2 separate regions of the Sus scrofa genome follow, and region 1 is linked to region 2. A link is a contact called in public HiChIP or PLAC-seq data. All regions are on one chromosome and are shown on one strand. Each heading gives the region's core, a stretch centred on a gene start, on an enhancer-like site or on the middle of the called end of the contact. The rest is flanking DNA. Distances are from core to core; before and after follow the strand shown.

What was found. HiChIP or PLAC-seq counts read pairs in DNA pulled down with a chosen protein or histone mark.
Region 1: an H3K27ac HiChIP or PLAC-seq map of skeletal muscle shows a contact between it and region 2. The contact joins two enhancer-like sites. A contact is called at or near these places in 3 of 47 Hi-C or Micro-C datasets (psoas muscle and skeletal muscle) and 1 of 2 datasets of contacts at active chromatin or transcription factors (skeletal muscle).

What each region holds. Positions count from the first base shown.
Region 1 is chr1:52,654,709-52,657,544 of Sscrofa11.1, forward strand. The region is part of intron 1 of KCNQ5 (potassium voltage-gated channel subfamily KQT member 5); the gene reads left to right. Among named protein-coding and RNA genes, the nearest start is that of KCNQ5, 220 kb to the left of the region's middle. Within about 2 kb of position 1,438, at least 1 of the 83 cell types and tissues checked has an H3K27ac peak or open chromatin away from gene starts, as enhancers often do. A contact at or near this core is called in skeletal muscle, where this site is marked.
Region 2 is chr1:52,541,326-52,544,025 of Sscrofa11.1, forward strand. All of the region lies in intron 1 of KCNQ5 (potassium voltage-gated channel subfamily KQT member 5), which reads left to right. Among named protein-coding and RNA genes, the nearest start is that of KCNQ5, 110 kb to the left of the region's middle. Within about 2 kb of position 1,291, at least 5 of the 83 cell types and tissues checked have an H3K27ac peak or open chromatin away from gene starts, as enhancers often do. A contact at or near this core is called in skeletal muscle, where this site is marked.

The DNA of each region.
Region 1 (2,836 bases), core at 188-2,687, 110 kb after region 2:
CAAATATTAAAATTCATATTGCACACATATAAGTATTGTGGGTTATAAGTAAACAAAGTGTGAATTTTGTTTCAGTCACCACCTTCTCCTACCAGGGGCCTGATGGCCACCTGGGAGCCGCAGTCTATGTATCCGTCCACTGCAGAAGGGCTGCAGCCTCCCCCCACAAGTAGCACAGTCAGTCACCCAAATGTCAACACTGGGTCCACATTCTGCCTCCTGTGTTTGTAAATGCTTGTATCTCAATACATCATTCTCCTCCCATGTGCTTTACTTTTACCTACACTTTCCTTACTCCTGTGCCCTTTCCCTTGTCCTTGACACCTGCTTGAGATGCAGCCAGCACTCTGGCCTTGCCTCTGCCCCTGGGGGCTGCTTGCAGTGCTGCTCCACTCTCAGTGCTACTTTTTATAATCAATAAAGTAGTGATAGACCATCGGTCCTACTCAGAATACAAAACTACTTAGTGCACATAGATAATAAATTACAAGGTATTACCCTTAGCAGCCTTAGTAACTTAAAGCCAATTCCAGAATACCAAACTCTTTCCCCAGAAGGCATGTTTGCTCACTGCAGAAATCCGGGTCAGAATCTGACCTTGGTTAAGCCACTTGTTGTTTCATTATCTGTTTTTTTCCTAAGGTGTTAGCTTGTTTATTTGCAAAAATAACCCGATAGTCTCACAAGGTAACATTTATTAAACATTAAATGCTAGCAGTAGCCAAAGCTTTCTATCAATAATAATAACTATACCTATACATAATTTAGCTACACATACACACAGAGTCCCAAACGTCTTTGTGAAGTTTTAGGCATAACTAACTTAGAAATATAAATGCTGCAGAAAACCTCATTTGAAAATTTAATTACTTAGATTTATTTTTCATTTATTTATTTTTATAAATTTTGAATGGTAAAATTCTAGTTTTGATTTTTTTTCTGTTTCAGATTTTTGATACCTTCAGTGAAAGGATCTGACATGTATTCCATGTAAATGGAAAAAATACGGTACTAAGAGTTACACAGAGCTTTTCCACACCTGAATCAATATTTGACCATTATTTCAGTTAGCAGCTAATAAAGTGTCAGCTCTTTGGAGAACCACTCATGAGAATGTGTCATGCCTTTGATCCAGGAAACACATTGCTTCTACCTTTAGGGTCTCCATTACCTTTCTTATTCTCCTTTGTGAAATCCTTACAGCATCTTTGGAGGTGAACCTCATAACCCTTTCTTTGTAGCTGAGGAACCTGAAAGCTAAAGTAGTGAAGTGCCTTTACGTTGAAACTCACAAGTTGTCTGTGCAAACCTGGACTGAATCCCAAATGCTCTGGTTCTGAATCTCAAGTTCGTTCATGGCACCATGTTGTCACTCTCCTTCCTGTGTACAGACTCCTCTGTTGTTCAAGTGCAAGATCTGTCTAAAAGTCATCATGTAAAGGGATACTGAAGAACAGTCTTGGACAAAATACAGAAAAATAATAGGCAGGCTATCTCATAGATATACTATTCCTCATCCACCATAATTAAAGGGATCAAGTGGAATTAGTAGATTGACTACAAAATCCTGAACCTGTTTCAGGGTCACACAATGGTCCTGTCACAACCTTACTCCATGTAAGATACAGTGCATTATCTCTTTGACAGGCTAATCCCCATGCTGAGTTCTTTTGATCATAAGGGATCCTGGACAGGATGTTTTCCCATCCAGAAAACCAGCACTACTGGGATACCAGCTGGAGACCTGTCATGAAAACATGGCCCCAATCCCAAAGCCAAGAGTATGTTGAAATTAGGACATATCATTTACTTAGTTTTTGGCTACATACTTTATAACTGACAACTGGAGATTACTAATAATGTATTTTAAGCATATGTACCCTCATCCAGGAGGATTCCAAGTCATCATATCAGTCTGGAGCAGTCATTAACTCCCTGACTGTGGGGAGTTTTGAAGTCTCCAGAATCTTTAAGATGGGGCAATAGAAAAAGAAAGGCTGTTTTTCTACAGAGACGGGCTGCTGTATACAGCTCTTCTGTGTGTGTGAATGGAAAAAGCACATTTTAAGTGAAAGAATGAAAGCTAGGGTTTCTAACCATGGGAACCAAACAAAAATTATGAATTGAAGATCTAAACCCAGTTATCCACTCCTTTACCTGAGACCATATTGCCAGTGTCAACTCCCCGGAAGACTGATGATAACAAACATTTTACTGAACATATACTATATCCTGGGAGCTTTATGCAACATCATCTTAATTAATTATTTCAATGGTGCTTCAAAATAGCTGTCTTTAACCTTGTTTCGTTAAGTCAGAGTACTAGGACTCAGATAAGTTGGCTAACTTGGCACAACGTCACATGGTATAAAATGACAGTCAGGACGTTTTGCACATTTACAAACTTTTGCAAACTTTTACAAACATCTGCAGCCTTGTAATGCTGCCTAAGTGCTTCCCCACCATGGCATTACTCCTTCCTCCACTTTGTTTCATTAACCTCCTCCTTGGGCCTCTTCTAGGAGGATCTTAGTCTCATCTATTTAAAAAAAGAGCCAAAAAAGATGATACCAATATGTAGATGTAAACTATCACATTTGGAATGGATGAGCAATGAGGTCCAACTGTATAGCACAGGGAATTATATCCAGTTTCTTGGGATAGATTGTGATGGAAGATAATATAAGAAAGGGAATGTGTATATGCATATATACATGACTGGGTCACTTTGCTGTACAGCAGAAATTGGCACCACATTGTAAATCAACTATACTTTAATAAAAAATAAATAAATAAATTCAAAAAAAAAAACGAAAACAAAAAACAAGACACACAG
Region 2 (2,700 bases), core at 41-2,540:
CCTGGAACTCCTGCATGCCATGGGCATAGCCAAAAAAAAAAAAAAAAAAAAGCTGACAATAGTGTGTTGCATCTGAAGGATGGAAACCACCATTTGTGATGTATTACATGGGACTAATAAATAGGACAGAAAGAGAAAAATTAAATTTCACCACACCCTGTTCTGTCAATGACCTTTACACTCACTGCTTGTTTGGTTTTACTCTGCTTGGTCTCTATGGATTCTGAACTTCTTTTATTTCATAACAGCAACTCTGGGCTTTTGCGCTTCACTAAATTTCATTTTAAAAACCTCTTCTTTCTTAGACCTGATAATATAGATGCCACTCTTATGAGCACAACATTTAAAGAACATCAAATCCCCTAAATAATTTGTTTCTCTATCAGAGAAGGCAGCAGAGTTGCAGATGGTGTGTTCAGTGAGCCGAGAACTTAGGCTGAGAAGCTATTAATTCTCACAGCAGCTCTCCTACTATTTTATGGTCCCAGGAATTGATGTCATTCAGAGTCAGCTTCATACACTGTAAATCTATAAAATGAGAAAATAAAATTAACACTAGTATTTTAAGAATATTTACAGCACTATAAGTTTAGGCTATTGTATCAGTTATCTACTGCCATGTAACAAATTACCACAAATGCAGTGGCTCAAAACAATATGAGTGTATCATCTCAGTTTCTGTTGCTCAAAGAAGGTCTATGCACAGTTTATCTGGGTTCTCAGCTCGGGCCTCACCAGATTGAAAGGCATGGGCCACCGTAGAAATTGAAGTACTTGCCAAAGAAATAGTTTTTCCAAATGTTTATTACAGTAATCCCATAGCCGTCTCAAAAAGTTTCAGTCTCTTCCTTGGATAGAGTTGCAGCCAAAGAGAGCCACTCTAGTTTTTCCATTCCAATTACCTTCTGTTCACAAATATTTATTGAGTGGCTCTTATTTGCCCGTTAGAGGCACTGGAACTCTTAGGTGACTAGAGAACCTAATCCTAGGAAATGAAGGGTCCTGCAGTGAAGTGGATTTGGGGAGGGGTGCAAGAGGGACCAAGCCTGAATCATTTGAAAGGAGAAGGAAACTCGAGTTGTTGCCAGAATCCATTTGTCTTGAGAGAAACTTCCCTACTAGTGAGTAACTGGAAATTCTCTACAAATGATAGATTGCCTTGGGCAGCTGTTGTGTTGGGAGACGATGAAGCAGTCTGCCAAGGTCATCTGAGTTGACAAGGACTGTTCCAAGGCTGAAGGCTAACGTGAGATGCTTGGTGAAAGCCACAGTGCAAGGAGAATTTTATGACAGTGTTATAGTTGGAATGTATTGGAACGTGCACTGTGTTTACCAGCTCACGAGGGAGGTGATATTCTGAGTAGAGGACTTAAGGGTGAGGAAAGACTTTACTGAGCACAGTTATGCAGACAAAAGAAAAGTTTTAGGAAGCAGAACTGCTTGCTGAAAGCTTCAGTGAATTGGTGGTTCCACCTGATACCTTGGACTCTAGCAGAACCCTAGGGATTTTAACTGCTGACTCCCATCAGCCCTTGTGTCCTTGTCCAACCCATCCCCCTTTTCTCTAATTATGACTGGATTGATGACAGAATTGGGCATCTTTGGGGAGAGAGACCTAAGAATTGTTCTAGGATTCTGTCATGTCAGAGATTCTGTTCATGATTAAGGAGGTTGTGTCCCAAGGCTAGCAGTGTTTTGAACCTTGTGTCAGGAGTAATTTTAGAGCATGCTTGCTTCCAGAAGGGCTGGAAATGTGAAGCTGGGCTTGGTCCCCTGCAAGTTAGGGAAGAGAGTCTGTGGTGGCAGTTTGGGTAGAGCCACTGAAGAGTTGGTCCTTTGCTTAAAGGTGGGAGGTAGGAGTTGGGATGTTCAAGGAAGTTGAATTGGCAATGAACTGAACTTCAGCTGACTTCAGCTTGAATGTAAGGTTGCCTGGTAAATGGGTCTCAGAGGGCTCTCCAAGGTTAATGTCTTCTGTTCCACAAAATTACATGAAGTTTCCTGTTCTGTGGCCTTTCTAATAGTAATGGATCACCAGTAATGGATCTCATTTGGAAGGATGGTACTCTTCAAGATTTTACCTCCTTCAAGAGGCAGTCTCTAAGAGAGAATCTCAAGGGTGAATGACACTCAGTCTCTCAGATGGGAAAACATACCTTAGAAGATGTGGTTATGGTTGTCATGCACTATAAAGCCACACAGTGAGAGGAAATGTGGCTTATCCTGTGCAGCTCAAATAAGAATTTAAGAACTCTTCAGGAAGACTGCAGAGTTCAGGAAGATCAATGAGGAAAAAACCAAACTCAAGCAAATACAATTTGCTGAAGCGAATATCTAGAGTGGGCATGGGGAAAGGATAGGAAATCTGGCAGAGGCTAGAGAGGCAGACAAACCCAACTCCATTTTCCCCTAACTCTGAAGGCTATGATCTGGTTAAAATTTCAGGGACCTCTCAATACCAACTGCCACACACCCCCACACACGCACACCCCATCTTATCCCCATGCCACTGCCCTTGCCCTGCCATTCAGCCCACACCTGCCTGGCTCCCAACAGAGCCTCAGTTTCCTTTCTAGTCATAGGTCATTCGAACATGAATGCAAGGCAATTCAAAGATCACCAGAGAATTTGTATTTCTCTTAAAACGTCCCTCATAACATAAGTGCCCTGTTAATATAATCTTAGAAATAGTTTTCAAAG